4 separate regions of the Mus musculus genome follow, and all the other regions are linked to region 3. Evidence: chromatin contacts called from public promoter capture Hi-C data. All regions are on one chromosome and are shown on one strand. Each heading gives the region's core, a stretch centred on a gene start, on an enhancer-like site or on the middle of the called end of the contact. The rest is flanking DNA. Distances are from core to core; before and after follow the strand shown.

Region 1 (7,083 bases), core at 813-3,312, 1.0 Mb after region 3:
CACCTGAACAAGAGGAGGGAAAGAAGCAAGCTTGATAAATCCAGACCCCGTGGTGACTCTCACACATTCAGCCACACTGCTCTCTGGGGACAAGGGCTGGGTCTGCCTTCAGAATGCAAGGTGCCTTCCCAGCAGGGAGGTGGGTCCTGGAAGTGCATTCCACCTCTGGCCTTGGCCAGGACAGCCTTGAGGAGAATCTAGAAGGTGCACTCATGTGTAGGAAGACCTGTGAGGGACACTTCCTGCAGTCTGACTGGCGGGAGGAACAGCACACGTGCTGTCTGAGGAGCAGTATGAAGCCACCAAGGAGAAGGACTCACGGGATATTCCTATACACAAAGGCTCCAAGGCCTCATTTCCAGGGCCAGTCAAGATCAATGTGCTGCCTGGGGTATGGTAAAGGGAGTAACCACCAAACACAGGGATGTTGAATCTCTCATATAAAACCACGTTGTGTTTTCACAGAACCTGCTCAATCCTCTGTGGGTGGAGAAAGACTTCAACTCTGGGCGTGTCTATAGTGTCAGTCTAGGGATGAGGGTGTGGCTCAGTGGTGGAGTGTGTACTTAGAAGCCACAAGGACCTGAGTTCTAGTCATGACACTGCAGACAATAATAATAATAATAATAATAATAATAATAATAATAATAAAGGACAGAAATATTTAAAATAAAAATCAAAGCCAAGCATCGTGGTGCCTGCCTTTAATCCCAGCACTCAGGAGTCAGAGGCAGGAGGATCTCCGTGAGTTCCAAGCCAGCTTGGTCTACAAAGTGAGTTCCAGGTCAACCAGGGCTACATAATGAGACCCTGTCTGGAAAACAACAACAAAAATATCACCACGCATATTTATTGAGGGCAACTAGGGTAAACTGAAATAGGAATATAACTACATTATAGCATGTCACATAGTACATGAAGTAGAAATGTGATATGAGCTACATATCTTATACAATTAAACATGTATGTGAAAATAGGGAAGTCAATTTTAATAATATATATTTTTATTTTAAATTGCATTTAGTGTGTGTGCATGTGCATGTATATGTGTGTTTTTGTGTGTGTGTGTGTGTGCAGGTACATGCACAGAGTGTGGACGGATGCACTTGTGTGCATTACACACTATATTGTGCATATGGAGGTCCGAGGACAACTCTTAGGAGTCAGGGCTCTCCTCCTACAGTGTGTGTCCTGGAGTTGAGACTCGGGTCACCAGGCTTGGTAGAAAGCCCCCTTTTCTGCTGAGCCATCTTGTGGGCCCTTCATAAAATTTTTTACTTGATCACAATTATCAATTCATATGTAATCAGTTAACAAAAATTACCAGTGATTCCAGTGAGAGATTTTGTTTTTGTTTTGTTTTATAGCATGGTCTCATTCAGAACTCCAAGCTGGCCTTGAATTCAGTGATCGGCCTGCCCCCACCTCTCAAATGCTGGCGTTACAGTCATGAGTCACCAGTCTGTGAGATCACTGGGAGTCTCATTTTGACATGTCCTAAGCTCCTGTGTGCTCTGAACTCCCAGCCCATCCTCCCTCAAACCTACCCAATGTCAAGAAGTGAACAGCGCAACAAGTGGGACAGCCTCAGCCATGCCCTGCATCTGCTCAGTGTGCCCTGCCTGCCAAAGAGGAAATGCTATCCCAGGTACAGGACCAAGAATGGTGGCAGTGGAATGTTATACTGCTGGACCACAGAGGAGGCAGAAAACACCAAGGAAACTCCAAAAAAATCAGAGGGGAAGGAGGAACATGGCTGATTCTACTTATTTGACACATCCCGCAAACTGAAAAGACAAAGGCGGGTGAGTGGCTGCTGGGCCCAAAGGGTGGGATGGTCAAGCAAGGTAATGTAACAACCGTATTTATGTGTTGGTAATGGACAGCCGGAAGCTCAAAGCCCAAGGTGCAATTCTGGTTGAGAGCTCGGGCCCAACAGAACATCTTGTTTACTGGCTTTGAGCTAGCTTAATTTACTTTTCTCTGTGTGGACTTCCCCTCTGCCTTGGCTCCCCCCACTTCCGTTTTCAGAATGTGGTTAGGGCGTTGTGTCTTCTTAAGTCTCTTTAGACACCTTTGGAACAGAGCCAAGTGTGAAGGTAGACAAAGACCTGCAGCCGACTCTGAGCTGGAGTGCCGTCTACAAAACCTCAAGAGGTGACAGTTTTGGCGTCGGTAACGAACAAATGAAGAAGGGGCAGTTTGTCATAAAGAGGAAAATGTCAGGTGGAGGCCCCGTGCTTTTGGGATGAGGTGTCTTGTGGGACAAAGCTGGGGTTCACTCACCTTGGCCAGGAGCCGGCTGGCCTGAGAGGTCAGTGCCTGGGTCTGTCCTGTGGAGGGCTGGTCTGTGGCAATGCCCTGGCTCTGAGGAAGCCGCCCTGGAGTGGCCACGCCGGGGGACGAGGAGGGACTCAGGTCTGTTCGTGGGAACGGCCACCCTGAAATACACAGCCGCTGAACCCTGGGGCTGAGGACAGTCCCCGAGTCCGCTGAGGTTGAAGCCCTGAGGTTCCTCAGACCACCATATCAACTATAGCTTGGCCCTTCCTGCCTAACCTTCACAGTAGTAGGGAGAGGGCTGGCCACTATGCTGCTGCTCCCCTACCAGAGTAAATGAGGTATGGGTCTAGCCTAGATCAAAGCTGTAAGGGGATGGTGTCAGGCCTGGGGGATTGATGGACTCAGTTGTAAGTACAGGCTCGAATTCATGGAAAAGCAGGTTCAAATCCTCGCCCTTTCCTTTCCAAGCTATGTGACCCCAGTATACCTTTGCCTCTCTGAGCCCCAAGTCTTCCAACTATCCCGGGACTATAAAAGCTGGTGTTATAAATCTTGTGTTGCTCACCAGCTCCGTGTGAGGACTAACTGGGGCCATATGTGTCCATTTCAGGGTCTACAATGGGCTCAGGGAGAACACTGCTCACGCCACAGAACCAACAGGCCAGGTGGCTGAGCCAAGGCTCTCCCTGGATGGTCCCCAGGGTGGACCTAAGGTTCTCCCTCCATGAGCAGGGGGATGCTTAAAAGCCCTGGCTCCTTCCCCAACTCACCTGTGGCCTCAGAGGCCTGTGGATCCTGGGCAGGGTCAGGCCACCACTCTGCTACTCTGGGTTGCGGGATAGAGAAGGATAAGACCTTGCTTCCTTGTGGCATTGACCCCGAGCAGAAGCTCTGACTGGGCTGTGGTGGGTCTGAATACAGGTGCACCTGAGGAAGAGGGAGGCAGGGAGGGAAGGAGTCAGACAGGGCGAGCTCACTGCAAAGAGGCCACAGCGCATCTGTTATCCAGGCTTCCTCCTTCCTCCTTCCACCACACAGGAGCCCCATCCTTAGCCTGGGAATCACGAACACCACTTTTCAGTGGGTCCTACACTGGGCGGAGGACTTAAAAGCCGCCTCCTATTGTCTTTCCAGAGGTCCTGAAAACGAGGCAGGTAGGGATGACTTTCCCTGTTTTTCTTTTTGTAAATTCGTCTCTCCTACGATATATCCTGACAGCAGCCTTCCCTCCCTCACTCCTCCCAGTTCCTCCCCCCAGTTCCCCTCCCGCACAGATCCACTGCTCCTCCGTGTCCCTTCAGAAAAGAGCAGGCCTCACAGAGATATCAATGGAACACAGCTTAACCAGTTACAATAATACAAGGAACAAACTCTCATATCAAGGCTGGCGAGGCAACCCAGTAAGAGAAAAGGGGTCCCAAGAGCAGGCAAAACAGTAAGAGACACCCCCCACTCCCACTTTTAGGAGCCCCACAAAAAACCCAAGCTAAGCAACCATAACATATATGCAGAGGACCTAGCACAGGCCCATGCGGGCTCCGAGATTGACGCTTCAGTCTCTGTGAGCCCCTACGAGCCCTAGACTCCCAGAAGTTAAGTGCCACAAGAGATCACCAGCTAGCTCTTACACTGGTAACAATAATGGTTACTAGTGATGGTTATTATATGTGTGTAACACATATATGATAATCATTAACGTTTTAATGAAATATTTCCAATAATAACTACATTGATAATGATAAACAGTAAATAGTAGATGGCTGTCTGAATGAAGGAAGGAGATGTTACGTGCACAAACAGAGCCTTCTAGTTGTGCTCTGACCTTGAAGATGGTGTGGGAAGTGTGTAGGGAGGGGGGCAGCTGATGGGGGGGGGGGATACACTGGAGCTCAGCAGGAGGGAATCCTGGTTCCAAGCAGGGGTGTGAACACAGATGGGGAGCCAGGGTCTGCTTTTGTATCCAGGGGCTCCCTGGCTGCAGGCACATCTGCCATCGTGTGCCACCAATGGCAGCTTTCACACCGTAGCAGCCAAGCTGGGCCGGCCCTGACAGAGGTTGTGGAAACCACAGCTGAAAATACTCAGTCTGGCTTGCTTGGCTTAATGTGTGCTCCAAAGTCAGAGGCCAGGCACCGACTCAGGCTCCGTCATGATACACCTCAGTTCTGGAGTGGATGGCACAGTTGGCATCACCGTGCATGAAGTCAGTGTAAGTAAATGGTAGCTCTCACCTGGCACTGTGAACTGTGATCGTCTGGAAGAGACTGTCCCCAATAGCTTTGGAATTTGAATACTTGGTCCCAGCTGGTGGCATTTTGGTGGGGGGGGGGGGGGTAGGACTAGGCGATGTGGCCTTGCTGAAGGAAGTGTATCACTGGGGTGAGCGAGCGCTGAGGCTTCGAGTGCCACACGCAAGTCTCAGTTTGCTCCCTCTGCTTTCTGCTTGTAGTTTATGCTGTGAGCGCTCAGCTTGCTGTTCAGACTGCCAACTGTGCTTCTCCACCGTGATGGTGATGGACCCTTGAGCCATAAACCCACCTAACTCCCTCCTTCTGTATGTTGGCTGGTCATGGTATCTTATCATAGCAATAAGAGAGTAACTAATACAGTCACCAGCATCTCCACCATCACCATCCTCCCTGTCGTCAGCGCAACACCAATAGTACCATCACCACATCACTCCCATCAGCACCATCATAGTCTTCACCATTACCGTAACCTTAACCATCATCCCTGTATCTTCAACATCCTCCCTATCCTTATGTGAATATGGCCACCGTGAAAGTGGACCAGTAAAAAAGATACACTCCTATGATGCCTTACTACCCATTTAAGAGCTCAGGTGGGCTATCCTGACTGCTCTCTGCCACCCCATGATCGGGACTAAGCAGCTGAAGATAGGCCTGACTTAGGAGTTCCACAGCCTTCAGACAGGAAGCCCCTTTGCATAAGCTGTTCTTTGAAGCCTGGCTGTCTCAAGTGTAATTTGGTGACACTGCCTCCCCCTGCCTGAGCCTCCCTAGCTGAGAACAAAGCTGGATTTTCATAATCCTCTGGGCCATCTGCTCAGCTTCGCCTGTGGGGGCCTGCCTATCAACACCCTTTTCTTCCTGAGGTGACCCAAATCCCAGGGGTGGCCCTGCCCTCTTGTGTTCCCCGCCCACTGTGCCAAGGCCCCACCTGAGGAGCAGCAGGAACCTGGCAGCTTCCAGATACAGAGGATGGAAACGAGGGAGACAGAGCCCCAGGACTGTGAGGCCCTGGCCATCCAGAGGAAGTAGGGAGTAGGGAGGGCACTTAGCAACTGCTGAGCCGTAGGGCCTGTGCCTGCCATGACCTGCCATTCTGGACAGACAGTGACACTGCCATGCAGTGACACTCAGAAGCCCTAGGGACTCTGTGCAGGGTGGACCAGCGAGTTTGGGAAACATGGGGTTAAACCTATGAGTATTCTGGGCACAGATGGGGTCTCAAGCCTTTAAAATGGTAATGAGCTCTATGAATGGGGCAAAAGGGGTGGGAAGAAAACACAGCCGCCCTCGCCCCCCCCCCCCCATATACACTGAACCCCATCAGGAGCTTCTGCTCCAGAGTGGCAGCAGAACACACTTCACGAAAGGTGCTGACATCATCCCCAATTCCTTTAAGGGTGGCTTCTGTCTCCTCACCGGTTTCACATCCCCCTAAAGCCGAGACAGGAGCTGGGAGGAAGTCGCAATAGGACAGCGAGTGGTGACATCACCACAGATTCTAGAGTCAGCACACAGAGTAAAGCCCACCCATGACTCCTAATTAGTCCTGGTCCCCTAGCCCATGCTCCCCAGACTGTGTGGTTCCTAGACGCTCCTAGATCTAAGCTCGGCCTTCCCTGGCAGTTTTTCTGGCTGCAGATTCGGTGAGCGTTGCTGGCTTGGCTTTGTCAGAGTAAGTGAGCCATGGGCCCTGCAGCCAGTGTTCAGGGTCAAAACCTAGCTCGGGCACCTCTACCTTGTGTGACCCTGCTAGGTTTTATGTGACAGAGAGGTTATCTCTGTGCCCAGTTGTAAATGACTTAGGATAGCAGTTAACAGAATCACCAGTGGATATTCTCCTATCACCATGGCCTGCCTGTCTGTAGGCTTGTCCCACACACCATGCTGGACCAGATCTAGGGATCCCAGACCTGAGGAAACTATACCATCTGCAAAGAACAGACAGATCCACGGGGACGTGCCACCTTTGTGTCTCACACTTGCTCTAGGACACTCACAGCTTAGCCTTTTGTCTGCAAGTGGAGGGGACACCCTTAGTCTGGGACTGGATTCTGGTTCAGCTGATGTTGGTCTCAGTTCCATCGGACTGTGGTTCCCAGTTCCCCACCACAGAGGGTGTATTCCAGCCTGGTTCCCTCTTGGGTGGGCCCAGCCCTGCCCCCTACATTGTTCTGGGCTCTGGCCAGAGCCTCAGCAGGTGCTAGAGAAGTCATGTTCAAAGATCCCTGTGAGAGACAGGAAGCCGATGGGATCCAGAACCTCTCATTCAGGTTTCTCCTAATTCAGGTCCGTTCAGGTGGACTTTGTGGAGAACATCTTCTGGTAGAGAACATGGAACTCAGAAATTGAAGCATCTGTGGGCCCTGATCCCCTGTTCTCCCCTGCAAGTTGGGACCCTGAGCTGTGCCCCAGTTACTCCCAAAATGGCAATGAGGCTGGGGTGGAGGGAATTATGGGCCATTTTCAGTGCAATCACTCGAACAGAACTCACTCTTTTCTTGGGCCAAAGAGTTATCATTTCAGAGAGCAGCAGAGGGAGGCTGAACCA
Region 2 (6,892 bases), core at 1,393-3,892, 1.0 Mb after region 3:
CTAACCACTGAAAGACAGGTGACTTGGGAGACAGGAGGGTTCATGTAGATGCTAACACGATCAAGCTTTAAAAGGCTAAGGCTAGGTGTCTTGGTATACTTAGGCCTTGGCTAAAGGGCCTGGAAGTCTCCATGAAGATTCCTCAGTGTCCCATGGGGGACACTGTGAGATGACACTGCTTGCCTAGAGGCCAGCTGACATCGATTGCACAATTGTGACCGGAGTTCCTGAGGCACAGTCCACCCTGTGGCAAAGACAGAGTCTGAGATCATCTTTACACTTGACTGGATTGGCAGTCCCCTAGGGGATGTATTCCGTGTGTGTCTGTGAGGACATTTCCAGAGAGCCGCCACCCTGACTGTAGGCAGTGACATTCCTCGGGCTGGGATGCCTCACTTAACCAAAAGCAGAAAACAAGCTGAGCATCCACAGATCATCTCTGCCTGCTAAGCTTATGGCTGTCCTGACTGGATGCAGTGTGCCATGGTAGACTGTGTCCTTCCTCACCAGGAAAGGCACCTGATGTAGCACCCTGCTCTGTCTGTCAATGCACTGGGGCAGAGTGAATCACAGTCATGGCCACACGCATGCCCAGAGTCAAGCTGGCCACAGGCATAGTGTGCTATGGAAGTCTCTGGAAAGAGACTCTGGCCTGTGGCTTTGTCACACACTTCCTGCTGAGTGTCCCCCACTGTTTCTGGCCTGGGAATTCATGACAGGCCTTGCTCATCTGGCCTCTGCAGGCAAAGGACAGGAGAAGCAGGGGAGACAGATGTGAGCAGAAGCCTAGGCAGACTCTGGAATGATATGCAGCAAGTACCCTGGGGGAGACCTTAGCTGGGTGTCCACTTCCCTGCCTGCACCCTCGCCTTAGAAACCCCAGGCTCTGGATACACAGCACAGCCACAGGTAGCTTTGGGGATATCTAATCAGTTTCTTAAGTTCATTATTTTCCATCATTTGCTTTTATAACAAAAATAGATATTTATATCTGCCAGTGTGTGCAAATGTGTTTATGTGCACGTGTACGTGTGCGCCTGTGTGTAAGAGACATAGCAGAGACAAAGAGGCACAAACAGAGAGATTATGATATCTGGCGCACTGCTAACTTGGGACAGAACATATCATTGGTGCTTTTGGGCTCCTCATGGTTATGCTTTTTCTCCTCTGGGAAGAGATAAACTTTCTTAAGACTGTATAGATACAACAAAACACATATGTTTTGGGGCTCCAGCTCAGCAAGTTCTCCTAGGCCCTGTACAGCCCACTCCACGGCAGGGGGCTCTCAGGACCATCTGTGGCCCCTTCCTTTTGCCCTAGGTGATCACTGTCACTAACTTGATTAATATCATTACAATTAGTCTGGAGCCTCTAGAACGCCCTGTAAACAGGCTCATACAACCCCACCTCTGGGCGATCTGCTGGCAATAATGTTGTCGAGCTGCATTTGTATGGTCAAATCTATCAGTCGTTCATTTCTCTCTGTTGCTAAGCAACACCATGCTTGCATGAAATGTCACAACCCATTTCTCATTTTCCTGGTGGTAGGCACTTAAGAGCTTGGGGTTTGTGGCTACTTTGAATAATGCCATTAGAAACATTTATACACATGATACTGGAGGTGATTCATGTCTTGTTTTGTTTTCTTTTCTGTTGGTAGACTAATTTTTAAAGGCAATATGTTGCTCTAATACTTATCAAGAGGGGAAACATAAAATACAAAATGCCACAGGATAAAAGAAGGTTCTCATGAAATTAGAACACAGTAAGTGAATGACAAGTTACTTATCATTAAAACAAAAACCCTGACTACACAGAAACATGAGAAATAGTAGATTACTCAACTGTGAGTGTGTTCTAATATGTTTGGTGCTTTTGATGTTTTGAAAGAGCTCACTGTGATCTCAAACTCCTAGCAATGACTCCGTGCCTCAGCAAGAGTCACCAGGCCTGTCCCTAGCAATACGTTTCGAGAGTGTTCATTATGTAGACAAAGATCAGGCTATATCTATCAAGCAGGAACTAGAACCAGATATTTACTGGATCCTGTGCACAGACCCTGGATTGGGCACACACTATTCTAGACAGATCCTTTCCTGCTGTAAATACTGGGAGCTTTGCTGAACTACATTTTCAACTCAGATTCACCCCTCTTTTTTGGGCATTCGGCTGCCTCTAGGCTGTATAGGGGTCCCCAGGAACATCACACTCCTTTGGAAACTAATCCATCTTTGTCCTTGGCCCTTAACTTGAGCCCCTAAGTGTCTTCTAAGTTCACTATGAACCCTGACCAGGGACCCCTTCATAGCCCCCTTGGAGGGGTGATAAACGAATAGGTCTCACTCCTGCTAGGCAGCTTCATGGGATAAGACAGGTATGGGACCCATGACTGGGATCTAAGTATTATCAGGCTAGCCCAGTATCCACCTTGACCATGAATCAGCCACTCTGGTGTAGGGCAGGAGTCTGTGTCAGGGCCGGCTGGCCGAGGGAGCTGCACAAAGCTGGCTTGAGAGAACATTTTGCGCAAGACATTTCCCAAGTGCTGGGGAGAATGTGCCAGGGCTCTAGAGGCCCTGGCTGCAGTCCCATGCCCTCGCCACATCTATTATAAAAGCCACTGTACCCTCCATCCACCAGTTATCTCTTCCAAGCCCTGGTGCCTCTGAGTGTCCTAAGCATGGCACTGCACATGATTCTTGTCATGGTGAGCCTCCTGCCGCTGTTGGAAGCTCAGAACCCAGAACATGTCAACATCACCATAGGCGACCCTATCACCAATGAGACCCTGAGCTGGGTAAGTGCCTGCCCAGGACTTGGACGTGAGCACTTAAGGAGGCTACTCTTTCCTCTGGGCTTTCCCTTCCCTGATGTCTGTGCTCATCTCTGGGCTCCTGGTACTGCCCTTTCCTCTCCTGGAGACCTGGTGGCACCCCCTGCCTCCAAACCCAGAAGCATCACTCTGAGGTCTCTCAGCAGGGGACAGAGCAGTAGGATGGCTGATTTTTGAGTTGCCCATTTGAGCTTCAGTCTTCCCATGTATGGTTCAGAAGCCATTGCTTGCTTGCCCCACAGCACGGCTGAGTGCAATGTTCATACTACAAGCCCTACTCATCTGTGTGCCTGCTTCTCCCCAGCTCTCTGACAAATGGTTTTTCATTGGTGCGGCTGTCCTAAACCCTGATTACCGGCAGGAAATTCAAAAGACGCAGATGGTATTTTTTAACCTTACCCCCAACTTGATAAATGACACGATGGAGCTTCGAGAGTATCACACCATGTGAGTTCTTGTAACAGCCAGCCCACCCTGGCCCTGGCCTCCACTCCCAGATGCCTAGAGACCTGAGCAAACTGGATCTGCCTGGCCTCCCCACCCACCTTCTGGAATGGGGACAGCTTTCTTGTTTACCTGCCTCTTGCCCACTCCCCACCCCAGTTTAGTCAGATCACCTCTCCATCAGTTGTCCTCTGTCTCTTTGCTTTCTAGAGATGACCACTGTGTCTATAACTCCACTCATCTAGGAATCCAGAGAGAGAATGGGACCCTCTCCAAGTATGGTAAGGGTTGGAACTCACGGCTTTCTGGGAGCGTATTGCAAGGGTACAAGGGGGCAGCAGAACAGGGGAGTTAGGTCTGTGAAGTCACTCTCTGAGGCTTGTAAGTGGACGTAGATTTCAAACTGGAGTCCAGCTGCCAGGACAGACTTGCTTTGACCATTCTTATGATCTTTTGTGAGCTCAGAGGGGAAACCCATGGTTTGGGAAACCAGTGACTTCAGCCAAATCCCCAGGTCACCAGGGACAGCATGGGGGGAGGGCAACTGAATACTGGTGGGCCAGATTAGATACTCTTAGGTTTTAATTGTCCCTAAGCCAATGTTTTAATGTTTAAGGGGAAGTGTTAACTATGCCACACCACCAAGGGCCCTTTCCAAGGCCCCAGCCATTCCATACTTATGAAGAATGAGAAGTGAGGCTGCATCCAACAGAGGCTGAGCACATGGCAGCCACAGGGAGCCTCAGGCACTTGTCCATAGCTATGTGCTTCCTTCCCTTGGGGATGGGGACCACAGCATCATTCTAGTGACTCACAAAGCCCTTCATCCTGCAGTAGGAGGAGTAAAAATCTTTGCAGACCTGATAGTCTTGAAGATGCATGGGGCCTTCATGCTTGCCTTTGACTTGAAGGATGAGAAGAAACGGGGACTGTCCCTCAATGGTAGGGTCCTCCCAGACCTGGTCCCCAGCTCCACTGGCCTTACTCTTGATCGTCCACCCACATCCCACATCCCTACCTGGCTTCCCATCTGCTGGACCCTTAGCCAGCACAATCCTGGATCCCTTCTCCATTGCAGCAAAAAGGCCAGATATCACCCCGGAGCTGCGGGAAGTATTCCAGAAGGCTGTCACACACGTGGGCATGGATGAATCAGAAATCATATTTGTCGACTGGAAAAAGGTAAATGAGGAGGCTGTATGATACCACCCCAGCAGTGCTCCCATTGTCAGTGACCCTAGCGGCTCAGAGAGGGCAAGCTTCCGGTTAAGGCAGCTCAGCAAGGCAGGTATCCTGCCATTAATAACTCTCCTGCCTACTGTGAGAGCTGAGATCACAGAGATCCTAGATGGGCAGTGAGCCTCAGGGAGGTGAAGTTAAGTAGGAGGTCCTGGAAAGCTTGTGGAGGATAAGAGGAAGATCAGGAGGGGTCACTTAGGGAACAGCCAGTGCCAGGGTGCCAGGTTTCTCCCTTCATATTCACTACCTATCGAAGCAGGAGTCGTGATTGAAGTTTCCATGCCACCCAACTCCAACAAGCCCAATCACAGGCGGGGATGACCCATGCGGAAACCTCTTGATGTTCTGTCTAACCTTGTGCTGAGGGAGAGGCCAAATAAACTTTGGCTTTCACCCTGGTAAAGCCGTGGGATCAACCAATCAGCTTGCATGTAGTCTGAGATACACAATACTTTTGTGACTCCATTCTCTGGTCACCTGAGCCTTTCCTGGCATCACCAGCCCCAGGATTCCCCGGGGGAGGGGCCTGCATACAGACACTGCCATTGAGCCATTTCACAGCATGACTTCCTCACCCCCCCCCCCCCAACCAGTGGGGCCAGTAGTCTCACTCTGCACCTGTGGACACAAGTGTTCCGAAAATGCCTCCCGTTTGCGGTATTCTGTTCACATTCAATGGGGTGAATAAACCAGAGCTCAGAGATGAGGGACAACTTACCCTAGACTAGTGGTTCTCAAGGGTGGGTCTCAGTCTGTATGTCAGATGTCCTGCATGTCATATACTTCAGATTTATAACAGTAGCTTAATCACAGTTATGAAGGAGCAATGGAAACATGGTTGGGGGTCACCACAACACAAGAAACCGTGGAAAAGGTTCCCATCTCTAGGAAGGCTGAGAACAACAGTCCTGGATCTGCAGGGGAGCCATGGTAGATGCAAGATACAGCGTGCTGACACAACCCTGCCCTTCTGGCCAACCTCTGTGCTTCCCCCCTTTAGAAATGTACTCATAGCTAGTGTGTGTGTGTGTGTGTGTGTGTGTGTGTGTGTGTGTGTGTGTGTGTGTGTGTGTACACAAGCTTGTCATAAGATGTGTGTGGATGTCAGAGGACAACTGTGGGCAGTGTTCACTCCAGCCATTTTCTCATGGACTCTGATGATTGACTTCAGAGCTTACATACTTTGCCAGGGTTTTTGTTCTGCTTGTTTGTTCTATTTTGTTTTGTTTTTGCATCTAACCTTGCAGCCCAGGCTACCCTACTGCAACTCATAGCAATCCTCCAGCCTCAGTATTCCCCAACCCTAGTGTGTGCCACCACACCTGGCTTACTCACTCTGCTCTCCTCCCTGATATCTTCCAGGACAGGTGCAGTCAGCAGGAGAAGCAGCAGCTTGAGCTGGAGAAGGAGACCAAGAAAGATCCTGAGGAAGGCCAGGCATGAACTCAGCTCTCTGAACTCCGAGGGCTGTCCACAGGCTCACCAAACCCCACCCCTCCTGTGCACTTTGATTCTGTCTCTGCCACAATAAAGGTTTGCTGACACAGTCAATATCATTTCTTTGCTTCTTTCCTTTTTCTCCCTCCCTCCCTCCCTTTGTGCAGAGTCCTGAGTGGAGCCTTAGCTAAGTCCAAGAAGCCCTGCCCAGGGAATCTAAGAGGGCTTCCTGGAAGGGGCATCTGAGTTAGGCTAGAAAGTACTGTCAGAACCCGATGCTCTTGCTAGAATCTCCAAACACTTAGGGCACAGTTGGGGAAGACAAGGCAGGAGACCCAAGCAGCAGTGAGAGGGGGAGGGGAACAAAGGTGTACAGTTCCTGTCACAGGGCCTTCACTTCAGAGGGGCCACTATAATCACAGGAAGGGAGGTGACTGGGAGGCAGGAAGGTACAGGTTGATGCTAACAGGGTCACAGTATAAAAGGCCAAGGCTAGGCGACATGGTAGACTTAGGCCTCAGCTAGAGGGTCTGGATGTCCCCTGGAAGACTCCTCAAGGTGCCCATGGGGGACACTGTGAGATGACACTGCTTCCCTAAAGGCCAGTTGACATCGATTGCACAATTGTGACCGGAGTTCCTGAGGCACAGTCCACTCGGTGGCAAAGACAGGGTCTGAGATCATCTTTACACTTGACTGGATTGGCAGTCCCCTAGGGGATGTACGCCATGTGTGTCTGTGAGGACATTTCCAGAGAGAGCCGCCACCCTGACTGTAGGCAGTGACATTCCTTGGGCTGGGATCCCCCATTTAACCAAAAGCAGAAAACAAGCTGAGCACCCATAAATCATTTCTGCCTGCTAAGCTTATGGCTGTCCTGACTGGATGCAGTGTGCCATGGTAGACTGTGTCCCCTGAGCCCACCATCATTAGCTTTTT
Region 3 (6,799 bases), core at 293-2,792:
AAGATCTTAAGTACTGAAGACCAAATAAGAGGGGCTGGGTAAAGTGCTTATTGTATTGAGTTCAGATCCCCAGCAACCACAAAAAAAAAAAAAAAAAAAAAAAAAAAAAAAAAAGACAAGTGTGGTGATGGATGGATACTGGGAGCTTGCTGGACAACCAGTCTAGTCAAAATGGAAAACTCAGGTTCAGTGAGAAAACTTGTCTCAAAAACTAAAGTGGAAGTGTACAGAGAAGGACCCCTGATACTGAACCTCTGTCCTCAACAAAGATGTTCACAACATGCATACATGCATACATCTCTCTCTCACACACACACACACAATCAAAAGAAAGCCAGTCATCTTATGGTCACTCCTGTATTGACTGCCCAGTATTCTAGGAGACTAATCATTATTGGTAGGATGATGTGTCAGTCATTCTTAAGTAGGTTCATCACTATGCACAAAACTTGTAAAGCAGGCGTTCAAAGAAGGGCTGTGCAAAGATGTGAGCTTTGCAGTTAACAAGTCTGAAGGGAGACATGAGGTCCACTAGGACAACGCAAGGGAAAACACTGAGCTAATTATTAAAGGGGGGGGGTGGGGTGGATCTAGCCTGCCGTTAAAGACTTCTCTCCCAAGATGGCATATATGATGTTTGAAAGCAGAAGAAAACGAATAGTCTTTCCCATTGGCGTTACACCTTAGGGCTTAAAAAGCATAATTTCGCAGGCACTTCGTGAGCAATCAATGTGCACCAGGAGTTACTGTTCTGAGACCTAGACAGAAATGAGCAACCATAAGCAGTTCAGTCAGGGCTTAGATTTCAGTAGGTTCCATGTGCTAAGGCTTGTGGAAATATGGAAGATGAAGCAGACTATTCCTCCCGGGACTGTGAAAGCAAAGAATCACCAAAAAGGTAACCTCTGAAGTAGGCTTTGAAGGATGCCAGAGATGGCCCACCAGGTCCTGGTTCAAAGTGTCACCATCCTGTTCTCGGGGAAGAGAAAGTCTCTTGAGTTTACAGCTCGTATATTTATTATAGGAGCTGACTCCTATATAAACTCCGAGGCAAGCAGTCTCCCCAGCAATCCTCTCCATTTCACTGGAGAAAGTGTGATTCACAAAGCAAAAGGGTGTCAAGGGAGGTTCCAGTTCCTGAACCCAGACGGGCCGAGGTGACACCGCTACTCAGAATGCGAAGGCTGAGCGGTGGAACGCGCCGAGGGTCTGTCTAGACCCGGAAGTTGGGAAGCGGCCTGAGAAGAGCCCGACCCCTGCAGCCACCGCGCCAGTCTCTCAGCCCAGCGCTCGGGTCCCGTTCCTCAATCACTCACCCGCCGCTTGGCGAGAGGAAGTCGGTGTCATCCTCGTCTCCGGCACCGAACATCACGTCGGCTTTCGCCCAGCTGAAGGGAGGAGGAAGTTGGATGTTCCCAGGGCCTGTCACCGCCGGTAACGTAAAACGCCGTGGCGGCGAGCTGCTTTCCGGCAGGACAAACTCTCTCAGGGTAGTGAGGCCCAGAGGAGACCCAGCGGTGGAGGAGGTGGAGCAAAGGCAAATGAGGAGGTGAGCTCCCAGTGACGCAAGGCCTCACCAGCCCTCCGAGGAGGTGGAGTTCCTAGGTTCTGAGCGGTGATTGGTGGGATCACCCAGGGGGCGGGTCCAGGGCGGGAATCCGCGGCCTTTACTGCGGTCGTGGGACACGTCGAGCCGGGCAGTAGTGGCGGGGGCTTGGTAGAAGTCCGTACCGGACTAGGGGATCCAGTTCTGAGAGGAAGACTAAGGCGGCGGGGCTTACCCTGTGAAGGTAAGGTCACTCCCCTCCTTTTCCCAAACCCGGCGTGTTCGCTGTCCTTTTCCCTCCCGAACCCTGGACCCCCCGCAGCTCCCTTAAGCTGGGCGGAAGGAGAAAGAGCCCCGGACTAGAAGTCATGGGATCTGAGCCGAACAGTGGCAGGGATCTTACAGCGACATTGCTGTTATGACCTTAGGGCAGGGTGCTCGGTGCCTCAGTTTCCCCATCTACGCAAAGGACCGCGTGTCCAGTGTCTCCATATGCGCTTTTTCAAGGTTTTAAATCTCTGAAATCATCGAGTCTGATCCGGGTCTCTTCGTAATAAACTGATCTGCAGGCAAGAAGACAGAAGAACTAGCCACTTGGGTGACTAGTCCGAGGTCACACAGAGTGAAGAGCAGACCTGGTCCTTTGTATCAGGGTTTAGAGAGCTGATGAGTGAGGAAGCCTGGCCCTTAACTAGACTGTGTGGCATAGGACTTGGGAAAGGACCCTGTTTCTAAAGTCCAGATAAGAGAGGTCCAGAAGAGCTGGGATATTCGGGAGGGTGGATGATGGACGAGACTTTGAAGGTAGAAAGTCCTCAATCCAGTTTTGCTGAGCTGAGTTTTGTTGCCAAGGTTTTAAGTCAACATTGGTTGTCGCTGACTTTTCTGCCTCCAGTTTTCGCCCACTCTGTTGCATGTCTTTCTTCTATATTTCTTTGGTTAGCCTGTTTTGTTTTTGTTTTTGGGTTTTTTTTTTTTTTTTTTTGAACGATCTTGCTTAGCCACGCTGTGGCTAAGCAGATAGTGTGTCCCAGTGTCCATTTCCACAGTTCTCATTGGAGTTCTTTCTGGTTTTCTTCCCAGTCAGGTTGATCCTGTAAGTGTCCCTTTCCGGAATGTTTTAGTCTCTTCTGATGATACTAAAGAGATTGGAAGCTCTCTCCCAGAGAACTTTGTACCTCTTGGCACTTCCCCTGTGGGGCTTTTTATTACAGTTTTTGAACTACTAACTTGTAAGTCTTCTTGCCCACAGTGGATTCTCATTAATTTTTTATTAGATTGAATAATATAACTTAGCTTTGTTCCCTTGTTCCTTAATTTACTCTCGGTTTTTTTTTTCCCCCGTGCGACCCAAAGAGCCAAGCAGTGGCTCTTGTCTTTTATAGGTAGCTTCCAGAAAGATAAAAATGCTGTACTGGCTGTGAACTGTCTGGGTTGCTTGGTCTCTTTTGTTCATTGAAGGTGACTGTACTATTGTCTAAAACTCCAGGGGAGGGGGAAGGGGAAATAGTGTAGTTAGAAATATTATATGTTACTTACAATTTTTGTGAGTAAATTATTCCTGTTTATCTGAGGATAAGGCTGCTGGCCTGCTTCCTGTGTTTATTTTACAGATTAAGATGGTTAGAACAGTGAAATCTGACTGGTAAAGCAGTGATACACTGGAATCTGGGTGGTAGGACTGGAGCCTGTAGCAGTAGCTCTGTTTAACTTGTGAAATTGAGTGGGTAGGAATGAATGGATAAGTTTATTCCAGGAACGCTTTCTTTATTTTTATTTTCTTTCTTTTATTTTTGTTTATTTATTTATTTATTTTTGAGATGATCTATTTATGTAGCTCTGGCTGTCCTAAAACTCATTATGTAGACCAGGCTATCCTGGAATCTCACAGAATTACACCTGCCTATGCCTCTCCAGTGCTGGGATTGAAGACTATATCACTATACTGGATTTTAACAATTCTTTAAAAAAAAAAAAAAAGTGAGCAAAACCCAAGAAAGTCTCAGAGCTCTTTCCCTGCATTCTGTGGGGGAGGTGCCTCTCTGGTGGGTGTTTGAAATGTACAGGTGTACAAGAAAACGGGAACTAGCCACTTGGGTGACTAGTCCGAGGTCACACAGAGTAAAGGGCAGACCTGGTCCTTTGTATCAGGGTTTAGAGAGCTGATGAGTGAGGAAGCCTGGCCCTTACCTAGACTGTGTGGCATAGGACTTGGGAAAGGACCCTGTTTTTTTCTTTATTTCTTTTCTTTTTTTTTTTTTTTTTTTGGTTTTTCGAGACAGGGTTTCTCTGTGTGGTCCTGGCTGTCCTGGAACTCACTCTGTAGACCAGGCTGGCCTCGAACTCGAACTCGGAAATCTGCCTGCCTCTGCCTCCCAAGTGCTGGGATCAAAGGCATGCACCACCACTGCCCAGCTAGGACGCTGTTTCTTTAGGTATTCAATAACCCTAAAACTGGTGTGTGTGGTGATTGGGTGAATTTCATTAGCAACATAAGAAAGGGAAAGTTGGAAATGGGTCTTCCTCAGTCTTTCAGGCTTAGAATTGGAAATATAAAATCAGGACCCTGATAATGCTGTCTCTTGTGAGGCTATGCCGGGGCCTAGCAAACACAGAAGTGGATGCTCACAGTCAGCTATTGGATGGATCACACGGCCCCCAATGGAGGAGCTAGAGAAAGTACCCAAGGAGCTAAAGGGGTCTGCAACCCTATAGGTGGAACAACAATATGAACTAACCAGTACCCCCCAGAGCTCGTGTTTCTAGCTGCATATGTAGCAGAAGATGGCCTAGTCGGCCATCACTGGAAAGAGAGGCCCATTGGTCTTGCAAACTTTATATGCCCCAGTACAGGGGAACGCCAGGGCCAAGAAGTGGGAGTTGGGTGGGGGGAGGGTATAGGGGACTTTTGGGATAGCATTGGAAATGTAAATGAAGAAAATACCTAATTTAAAAAAAAAAAAAAAAGGAAATATAAAATCTGGTGCATCTGGAAAGCTAGTCTTCCTGGATTAAAATATCCAGATGACTACTATTGGAATTGGAGTCAGGAGACCTGAATTCCTGTCTCCCAGCCTTGAACTCACTGAGTTTGGGCCAGTTCCCTAAACACCTTAAAAAAGGAACAGATCATTCCCCAAAAGATTAACTAGGAAACAGCAAATTTAATAATTCCTTTCAAGTCAAGTTTGCAAAAGATAACCTTTATATCAGGCAAACTGATATTAATCTCCTCCAGTGGTAAAGAGATATGGATTAAATGGAGATTAAAAATGTTTCTGTAGTATTCTATTCACTCAAGTTACTAAAAGCAGAAATATTATAAGACAACTAGAGAAACTTCACCTGAGAGTCTACTGTGTGTAATGCTAGATTTTGTGTAGGTAGTAAATGAACCCTCTAAGAAATTACTGTAGAATATCAAAGGAGGAAAAGATCATATCTCTTCAGTATAATCTCAGTCATTATAATCCAGGGAAACTGGATGGAAGTGTTTGGGGTTTTTTTGTTTGTTTGTTTTGGGGGTTTTTTTGTTTTTTTGTTTTGTTTTGTTTTTTGAGACAGGGTCTCTCTGTGTAGCCCTGGCTGTCCTGGAACTCACTCTGTAGACCTGGCTGGCCTCGAACTCAGAAATCCGCCTGCCTCTGCCTCCCAAGTGCTGGGATTAAAGGCGTGCGCCACCACTGCCCGGCTGAATTGAAGTTTTAAGATATATACCAGTGCCCTATGTAATGTTTACCATGCCTTACCTCAAGCAATCTGCATAACACCTTGTTCTAGGGATTAAACATTTCCTTTATCGCCTCTAAACTAGCTGAAGTGTAGGGTTGCATAAACAGTTTGAAGATGAGTAGGATTCCAGGAGGAAGCTGGGAGGTCTGGTTTTCCAGGTTGAAAGGGCAGCTTTAGCAAACACAGGTAGATTCGTGTTTCCATGGTACCAGTGATTGGATCCAGGGTTTGGCTCGTGCTTGGCAAGCATTCTATCACTGAGCTACACACTACTACCCTAAGGGGGCTTTGCGAATGTTGTCGCGACAAGGGTTACCCTTTCACCTGCTGCGCTGACTATGACTGGCTAACTAAAGTTTGCGAAAGTATGGAACTGTACACATTTTCCATGTCTTACTCCAGTTTAAAACACAAATATCCTCTGTGGGTTTGTTGTTTCTAACCTAATACCTCAACTTTTACTTGGAATGTGGTTCTCAGAGATCAACAGACTACCCACAAATCTCGCTGCCTGTTTCTGCAGTTTTGTCCGAACACAACCAGGCTCATTTATTTACGTTATCTGTGGCTACCTTACAGTGATTCCTCATTCTGGGAAAAAAAGGTCTGACACCTGGGCCGTCCAAGAGGAACCCTTACTCCTGGAAAGAGGTTTAAACTTGTTAGACACAGTTTTTGTTTATTACAGAAGACAATAATGTCGAGACCATACCTTGACTATCACTGCTTTCAGGCCCTCTACTGAATCTTCCTTCTCTTCAGAATCCTGAAGGCAGATTCTGTGTGTGTAGGCAGGGAGGGGGCTATAACTGGATTTTTTTTCCCCTTTTCCCAGTGTGGCCACATGGAATAAATCTCTTCTTTGTCAGTTAAATTTTTTAGGAATTCTTTAAGATTCTTTTCTGACTGTTTGAGGTAATATACACAGAGAATTAAAAAATAATATTTAAAAGCAACCCAAAGCCATATTTATTAGAGTCCAAGGTGACAAGTTTCCAGTTAGATCAGCATGAAATGATTTATACTCTACATGACACAATTAATATTTTTGGCTGGTTGGTTTGATTTTCAGACAGGGTCTCAGTGTGTGTCCCCGGCTATCCTGGAGCTATGACAACCAGGCTTGCCTTCAAGTCACAGAGGTCCACCTGCCTCTGCCTTTCTAGTGCTGGGATTAGATGCAAGACATGATTAACATTTTAAAAATCTGGTTAGTTTAGGAGTCTGTAAAGGAAAAGTTTGCCTTTCTTGGGTAGGTAGCCCCTTTTTTCCTAGTAATCCTAGAACGTGGGGTCATGCAGACTGGTTGAGGTGAGGTAAGGCATGGTAAACACTACTTAGTGCAATGATAGTAATCTTAAAAGCTTCAATCCATTTCCCTTTGGATTGTAATCTCAATTTCGAGTTGAGCAAAACAAAGATTCCAGACTGTAAATAAACTGAAATGAGTTGTGAAGGTAATAATTAAGTATGAGAAGTCTCTGATCCCTAGCTGGAATGGTGGCCTGTAATCCCAGCACT
Region 4 (7,147 bases), core at 3,360-5,859, 1.0 Mb after region 3:
TATTACTCAGCTGCAGAAAGGAATGGGATTACGGCAGAAAAAGGAATGAAGTCCCAACATGTGTGACACCGGGTAAGCCACGGAAGTGCTATGCTAATTGTGAAAAGGCAGGCACAAGCATCCTGTGAGTCTGGGCCTGAGGGTTGCAGTGTGCAGAGGGTGAGTCCAGAGAGGAAGGTGGCCAAGTGAGGGCTGTCAAGGTGATGTGGGGGCGGGGAGAAGGTCCCTGGCTACTCAGCGGGCACTGGGTTTTTTTTTACGGGGTGAAGGAATGTTCTGAAAGCGGAAGAGACATGATGTAACCATGTGATTATGCTAAGTGCCGCTGAGTGCTTAGTTGCATGTTATATGAATTTTTGCCTCAAAAAAAAAAAAAATATATTACAACACAGTAGGCCAGGAGTCCTGAGAATACAGAAGATGGGTGACTGACAGCAGGGAGTGCTGGAGGGTGGGGAGGCCAAACTCTGCAAGCTTCTCATGACATCCTGAGCAGCTGTCTGTGACTCTCCAGGCAGAGAGCCCAGCCAAGGGGCCATTGGAGACAGCCCTCGATATTGCTCAGACACTGTACCACAGAGCCTGGCCACAGAGGGACTGTGGGAGGGGCCCTGGTAGCAGGGGAGGTGGCCCAAGGAGGGGCCCCACAAACTTCCTCTTGCCCTCATTCTCTCTTCTCCCTTCACACTCTGCTTCTGACTCTTTGCTGGTATTTCCTGTGTCAATCACCGCAGTAAACTCAATCAACCCAGCCTCGGGATCAAGGCACAGGACCTAGGGGCTGCCAGCCACTCGGTGATCAAAGAACTGTGACTGCCCACACTTAGTGTCTATAAAGGTAGGCCCAGAGAGGGAAGGGCCTTTCCCAGAGTAGAACAGGAATGAAGACCAGACGTGGGTAGAAGCCAGCTTCTTGGTACCAGCGTGAGCAAGTCTGTCAAGGATGGTATAGGACCCCATCCTCTGAGGTTGAGCAGTTGGAGTTCTCCTTGAGCCTCTGGGGGGCACTTGGGCGATGCTCTCACAATGTAGTTGGGGAAAGTCATCAGGCAGCTATTTCTAGACTCAGTTCCCCAGAGACAGGGACTGCTTGGGAAAGTCTGGCTGCACAAAGACTAGGCAGCGCCATGGGCTAAGTCCTTTAGCTGTGACTCTCCCTGCCCCCCCCCCCCAGCTAGTCCTTCTGCCCCAGGCCCTGTAGAACTCCTGAATGTCCCACGTATCTCTACACACACACACACACACACACACACACACACCCCGCCCCCGCTCTGCTAGGTCAGCAGGGAGCTTAACAGAGCTGCCTTCCCATCTCAGTAGCAAGATCGAAGCTCAGAAATAACAGTGACTAACCAGGCCAGGATCCACTGGTCAGTAAGTACTATGACCTGGCCCAGGGCTCTTGTTTGGTCAGTAACCACACATCCCCAACAGTGATAATCTGCATACTTCTAACTGCATATCCACATATCCAAATACTACATTATTAGGAAAAGAATTTTAAAATGAAGCAAGAGAGGGCTGGTGAGATGGTTCAGCAGCTAAAGGCCCTTGCCGCCAAGCCTGAGGAACTGAGTTCGATCCCTGGGCCCCACATGATAGGAAAGAACTGACTCTCAAATGGGCCACGACATTCTACATATGTACATACGTAACACATGCACAAACACACTACAATGATTAAATGTAATTTTTTTTAAAGGATGAATGGAAAAGTTCTTAAGTTGGGTCTGGAGGGATGGCTCGGCAGGTAAAATGCTGGCCTCACAACCCTAATGACCTGAGTTCGAGTCTCCAGAACTCACATAAAAGCTGCGTGCAAGCATGTGTAACTCCAGCACGCTCCTGCAAGGAGATGGACACCAGACAGGATGTTGTCAGCCAACCTAGCATACACAAGCCGTGAGGGAGGGAGGGGCTGCCTAAAACAAGTTGGCAACTGAGACTCACACTCCAGGTTGTCTTCTGGCCTCTGGTGTGTGCAGTGGCACCCATGTACTGCCCCGATCCCCACAAAATACTGTAAATCTAAGTTCAAGGCCCCTCGTTCCCGTACAGGACCTGCACCCCTACTTCAAATCCATGGTGATGGGGGATCCCGACCTTGTGTGCACTCGGTTGATGTCTGTGGGATCCTGGCTCAGAGGCCCCAGGTCAAGTCTTCAGACTCTTCCTTTAAGCAAGGACCTCAACAGAGCCTCTCCAGCTTCAGCCCAGTGCGGAGGCGAGGGCAGGTAGAGGGGGGTGCAACCACACCTCCTGACATCTCTGCTGAGGCAGGGCTGCAGCATGTGGTTTTCTGACTTTTGAAATGTCATTTTTTTCTTTCCCCTAGCCCACCGCAGAGCAGCCTGCACCATCGCAGAGGCCCCTACGTGCAGAAAGAGGAACGGCCAGTTTGCTGCAATGACTCAGCCACAAAAATCTCACCGTTCTCCGGAGAGCCCACACATCCCTGGCAGCAACAGTCAGTGGTTACAGTTTTGCACCCATTTCTCAAGTGCCTCGACTTGTGAGCTTTACCTGAGAAAGACCTTACTCTTCTGTGCAAGTCACAGCCCTCAGTGTCATGGAGCCTGGAACTGGCCAAGTCAGGTAGTCAATCAACAAACACACATCAGTGTCAAATAGGTACCAACCTCAGGCAGAGATGAAGTTGCAATAGAGCAGCAGGCTGAGCACCAGGCAAGCAGATCCCAGCCAGCCCTGTATGTTCCAGCCACTCGAGGCATGTGGCTGGCTGACTGCTCCTCTCTGTAAAGGGGAATGGTGGTCACCTAGGCCTGTTCCTGCTGCACCCATCCCTCTGTCTGGTGAGCACCCTGACCCTCAGAGACGCACCAAATGAACTTGGAGGTTCTCAGCCCCTAGGATACAGAAACACACATGCTTGCCAAGATCCCACCCTCCGTGGAGGACGCAATCCAGAAAAACCACTGAAGAAGGAAGTTTGGTGACAGCTTTAACAGACCAAGCACATCTAGGGGAGAAAGAGGAAGGGGAATCGGGACAGAGGAACAGCACAGACAAAAACACAGAGGTCTGAAAATACAAGCTGAACTTCAAGGATGGCTCAGGGCCTGGCCCCTGAGTGCCACAGGCAGGCAGGGAAGTCTGGACAGCCGTCAGGGTAGCAGTGGAAGCTGGGGATTCGAATTATGATGTCCTGACCCAGGAGGGCCAGCCCCTCTATAACTAGGTCCTGCTAATGGTTGGGCCATTGAGCTAAAGGTCCCCACCTGCCCCCAGAGAAACTGCACCCCACCCTCCCCAAAAAAACACCAAACACTGCTTTCTCTATGTCCTTGCTTCTTATCACCTAACACCTGTACAGAACTGATCTCCATGTTGTCACACCCTCCAGGGATTCTATTTAGCAACTAGCTAGGCAATGCCCTGTTCCCCACACACTGCTTCATACAGCTCTCTCTCTCTCGAGCGCGCGCGTGCGTGCGTGCATGTGTGTGTGTGTGTGTGTGTGTGTGTGTGTGTGTGTGTGTGTGTGTGCGTGCGTGTGCGTGTGTGTCCAGGATGATCCTCCCCCACTGAAGCTTCAACCTTCAGCAGCCCTGGCATTCAGAATCTCCATGCTACCCAGCTAGAGAGAGCCAGGACATCCCCACCTTAACCTCATCCCGATGAGGAAACAGAGGCACCCACCTAATGAGAACAACCAGGAAGTTTAGAACACTGTGACTATTAAACCAAGGCCAGGAGATGTATAGGAGGCAGGAGGATGGCAGGGGAAAGACCTCCTTACCAAGCTGCTGGACCCTTTTGAAGGGCTGGGCTGTGGGGCTCCAAAGCAAGTTTGGATCCGTGGCAGGGCATAGACCTGTTCACAGGAGTGGCCTTTGGCCTGCGGCAAGTGGAGATACCCATGACGGATGTCCCCGGACTGTCCCTTGGCTCACCCAAAGAGCCTGGGAGGAACTAACAAGGGGCCAGGCTATTACTGACTCTCATCTTGTCCTACTGTAGCTCTAAGCTGGCTTCCTGGCCCCCACTTTGTCCCTGCCCTTATTTGGGTAGGAGGGTGTCATCTCCTGGCCTGTTCCTCACTTCCGAACATCTCGAGACCCTCAGTAACCCAAGCACTAACTGGCCTTGAGATGAGCCCACCCCGGGGGACAGAGAGGGACCAACACGGGTCCAAGTTCACCAAGGGAACCAAATTGGATCTGGAACTGGAAACTAGCATCTTGGGGTCCACTCTTTCGTGGGGGCCGGACTCCCAGAACTGGACAGGAGTGGCAGCAGCTGCGTAGCTGTGATTTCCTGGCTGGGCTGGGCTGCCTGCCAGGGTTGTCCAGAGTCTATGACTGGCCCATCCAGAGGGAAGGCGGCCTTCCCTCTGGCCCTCCTCCTGGCTCAGCTCCTTACCTCACTAGTACTACACCACCATCCTGCCGGCCTGGGCTCAGGGGAGCTGCCCACAAGGTCTTTGTTTCAAACCTGGGGAGCCCCCTGCCTCCACAGCAGCCTGGAACGCCTCCAGACTGCTCTGCCAGCCAGAACGGCCTCAGCTCACAGACAAGCATCCCTCCCCACTTCTCCCCGCCCCTGCAGCTGAGGCCTTGCCTTGCCTCCTCCTCCTTGCAGGAAGCGCCCAGCCTGATTTCCTACAAGTGTTTGTGAAAAGGAGGGGGGGTTACTCTGCGGAGCTGGCGCCAAGAGCTTAACCCTTTGCTGGGCAAGTGTGGGGCTGCATTGATGGGAAGAGAACTTCTGAGGCCTTGAGTTTGAGACCACCTCAGTTGCAACCACAACCGTGCTTGTACGAGCAGGAAGTCCAGAGAAGGCTTGGCTAAAGTCACATTGCATGCCGGTCCCAGGAAGAGGAGCCTGCAGTTCCTCCACTCCCACCCCAAAATTGGTCTCTTCCATCACCGAAGACTTTATCAAAGCCTCTCCCACTGTGTAGGTCTCATTGCCCATCCTCACAGGAGGGAAAGGGGAACCTCAGCCTTGGCGCTTGCTCCTGTCTGTCCAGCTTTAACTTCGTCTACTAACACAAGTCTCATCATCTCAGGGCAGACTTAGGGATTTCTGCCCTTCCACTTACTGTCCATGCCTAGAGATAAGATGAGCCTGCACTGGAATTGTCTAGGTAAGAAGGAAGAACTAGAGGATCAGGTGAACATCTCCTCTTGTAGCTTCTCCCTCAGAGGCCCCAGAGATGAAGGAACAGAATTATCTTCATGGCCAACCTGTGGCTCCTCAGGTCCCTTCACCTCTGTGAGAGGTGTAGCCATCTGAAGAAGCAGGGTGGGACACAGACACATCACACCTGGCCCTTCACTCTATAGTGAAGTGTGTAAGATGTCAGGTGTGCCTGAGGCAGAGTATGAGACAGGCTGGTGACCAACGTCTCCTGCTGCTTTGGTATCTCTGAGGCTGAGGACTCGCAGATCCTAGGGAAACACCCGAGGTTTCAGGTCTCAGATGCTGGACCTGCCCTGGCTGAAGACAGGGGCCTGAGAGTAACAAGCTGAGTGGGGGTGAGGCAGGACTATCAGGAAGGTCTGGGTGGGGAGGCCACAGTCACACAAGCGGCCGGAAGGACAGAGAGGCAGAAGCAAGCCGCAAGCATGACTGATGAGAATGTTCTAGAAAGGCAGCTGCAGAGACCTGAGAGAAGCAGGAGGCCCTTGAAGACAACAGGATATGATGTGAGAGGACTCAGGGGCCGGGGCAGGAGGTACAGAATCTGACCTTCAGGATCCAGGCTGACGGGGCAGGCAGGAGGAGGCAGGAGCCAGGTAGAAGGAAGATGCTGCAGGAGCCCTAAGTCCGCTCCTGGCTCTCTACTCTGCCCCTGCTGACCCAGAGAGTCAGGAAACAGAAGAGACATGAGGTCAACCCTCTGCCATCCAGAAAGCCCTGGGGGGGGAGGGGGGACCTCAAGGGAGCAGCCAGGCTGGGGACCACCCAAGAGTGATGGAGAGAATCTTAGAGTCCATAGGCCAGGGAGTTCAATGCCAGCATGCCAGCCTCACCTCCTGCTGGCACTGTGACCTCAGTGGCTAGAGCCATGGTTTTCCTTTCTGTGGAACAGGGCTAACCAGAGTGGCCACTGCCCTGGAGAGGCTGCTGTCAATTCCATGACAGACGGCCTGCCCAGTGTGCAGTAAGGGACCTTAGGACCTATGTCATCACCATAGTTTCTGCCCCCGGGTCTCCTTAGGTGGGAGAGTCTGGTCTCCTCCAAGGGCTTGTGACTGATGGGTGAATGGAATGAATGAATGCTCTTGAGGGCCAGCTGCCAGGATCTGGCTAAGTCTGAGCTAGCACCAAGCACTTTCAACCGAGTAACCTCTCAACTCCTATCTCCCAGGCCCTGCCTTGTACACACATCTGGGGGCTGGGGCTCCCTTTGCAGTCCCCCGGCGACTATGGAACAGAGCCAAATCTTATCAAGACCCTGTCTACTGCTCTGGCGACCATGTGGCCCATTGTGTGGGTGGCAGGCTCCCCTGACATCCTGTCACTCACCCGCTCACCCTCCCTGATCATTAACCCATCAACACCAGGTGGCTGCCGCAGCTGGCACACCCTCAGCCTTGTTGAAAGACAGCAGCCAGTATTTACTGTCCTTCACCCCGACACTGGGCCTTTTCCTCCCCCAGCCCCCTTATCCTTCCCCTTGCCCACATGGTATTCCTTTCTGGAATACTATCCCTCAAGTTTACCCATCCAAAGCTACAGACAAACTGAGCCTGGGCACAGTAGCTTTCTCCCAGCTCCTGTCCCCAGCCGGGCCCATCCTTTATTTGGGGTCTCAAGCCAAACTGGGTGGTCCACCTGGCCACTCCCTTCATCATTTAATTCCTCTACCATTGAGTCCCGTTTGCTGAATTTCCTAAACCTCACCAAACTCTAGCCCTGTCTGTCCTCACATATCTTTCATAATCTTTCTGCTCTGGAGAAAACACCCCAGCCCACAACAGCCTCATGGGATTTTCTCAAACAGCTTTCAAACCCAGCCGGACACAGGTTTGCCACTTGGGGTGCTCTGGACCCAGCACTAGGACAAACAGAGGCTGCAGCCTGGCCCTGCTCCACCCTCCCTCACTTCTCCCATTGCTTCCTCATCCTTTGCCTCAGATACAGTGTTTTCCCACGGCTCAGAAGAGGAAACTGAGGC

The links. Promoter capture Hi-C pulls out the DNA fragments that hold promoters and counts their contacts. Capture Hi-C pulls out chosen DNA fragments and counts their contacts.
Region 1: a promoter capture Hi-C map of erythroid cells shows a contact between it and region 3, with 8 times the contacts expected there. The contact joins the enhancer-like site here to the promoter of Fkbp15 in region 3. A contact is called at or near these places in 2 of 39 promoter capture datasets (erythroid cells and pre-B cells), 1 of 484 Hi-C or Micro-C datasets (CD4 T cells), 1 of 115 datasets of contacts at active chromatin or transcription factors (bone marrow-derived macrophages) and 1 of 9 other capture datasets (liver).
Region 2: a promoter capture Hi-C map of hematopoietic stem and progenitor cells shows a contact between it and region 3, with 4 times the contacts expected there. The contact joins the promoter of Orm2 here to the promoter of Fkbp15 in region 3. A contact is called at or near these places in 2 of 39 promoter capture datasets (hematopoietic stem and progenitor cells and pre-B cells).
Region 4: a promoter capture Hi-C map of adipose tissue shows a contact between it and region 3, with 3 times the contacts expected there. The contact joins the promoter of Akna here to the promoter of Fkbp15 in region 3. A contact is called at or near these places in 3 of 39 promoter capture datasets (the C10 cell line, hematopoietic stem and progenitor cells and pre-B cells), 1 of 15 datasets of contacts at CTCF or cohesin (large pre-B cells), 1 of 484 Hi-C or Micro-C datasets (CD4 T cells), 6 of 115 datasets of contacts at active chromatin or transcription factors (astrocytes, bone marrow-derived dendritic cells, double positive thymocytes and 3 more) and 2 of 9 other capture datasets (adipose tissue and liver).

The regions. Positions count from the first base shown.
Region 1 is chr4:63,383,944-63,391,026 of GRCm38.p6, forward strand. Akna (AT-hook transcription factor) reads right to left here. Exons shown (of 22, transcript NM_001045514.3): 5 at 3,054-3,210; 6 at 2,287-2,441; 7 at 1-3. It overlaps Aknaos (a long non-coding RNA gene), which reads left to right. Exons shown (of 4, transcript XR_003955426.1): 2 at 1,368-3,437; 3 at 4,248-4,492; 4 at 4,733-7,083. Among named protein-coding and RNA genes, the nearest start is that of Gm52742, 7.8 kb to the right of the region's middle. Within about 2 kb of position 2,063, at least 108 of the 459 cell types and tissues checked have an H3K27ac peak or open chromatin away from gene starts, as enhancers often do. A contact at or near this core is called in bone marrow-derived macrophages and erythroid cells, where this site is marked.
Region 2 is chr4:63,359,807-63,366,698 of GRCm38.p6, forward strand. It overlaps Orm2 (orosomucoid 2), which reads left to right and starts at 2,643. Exons shown (of 6, transcript NM_011016.2): 1 at 2,643-2,797; 2 at 3,138-3,280; 3 at 3,488-3,558; 4 at 4,112-4,219; 5 at 4,356-4,459; 6 at 5,879-6,071. The coding sequence starts at 2,681. The coding sequence ends at 5,959.
Region 3 is chr4:62,359,054-62,365,852 of GRCm38.p6, forward strand. It overlaps Fkbp15 (FK506 binding protein 15), which reads right to left and starts at 1,543. Exons shown (of 28, transcript NM_001045528.2): 1 at 1,317-1,543. The coding sequence starts at 1,369. It overlaps Slc31a1 (solute carrier family 31, member 1), which reads left to right and starts at 1,648. Exons shown (of 5, transcript NM_175090.4): 1 at 1,648-1,790.
Region 4 is chr4:63,398,836-63,405,982 of GRCm38.p6, forward strand. It overlaps Akna (AT-hook transcription factor), which reads right to left and starts at 4,610. Exons shown (of 22, transcript NM_001045514.3): 1 at 4,384-4,610. It overlaps Gm52742 (a long non-coding RNA gene), which reads left to right. Exons shown (of 3, transcript XR_003955424.1): 2 at 1-72; 3 at 2,336-3,291.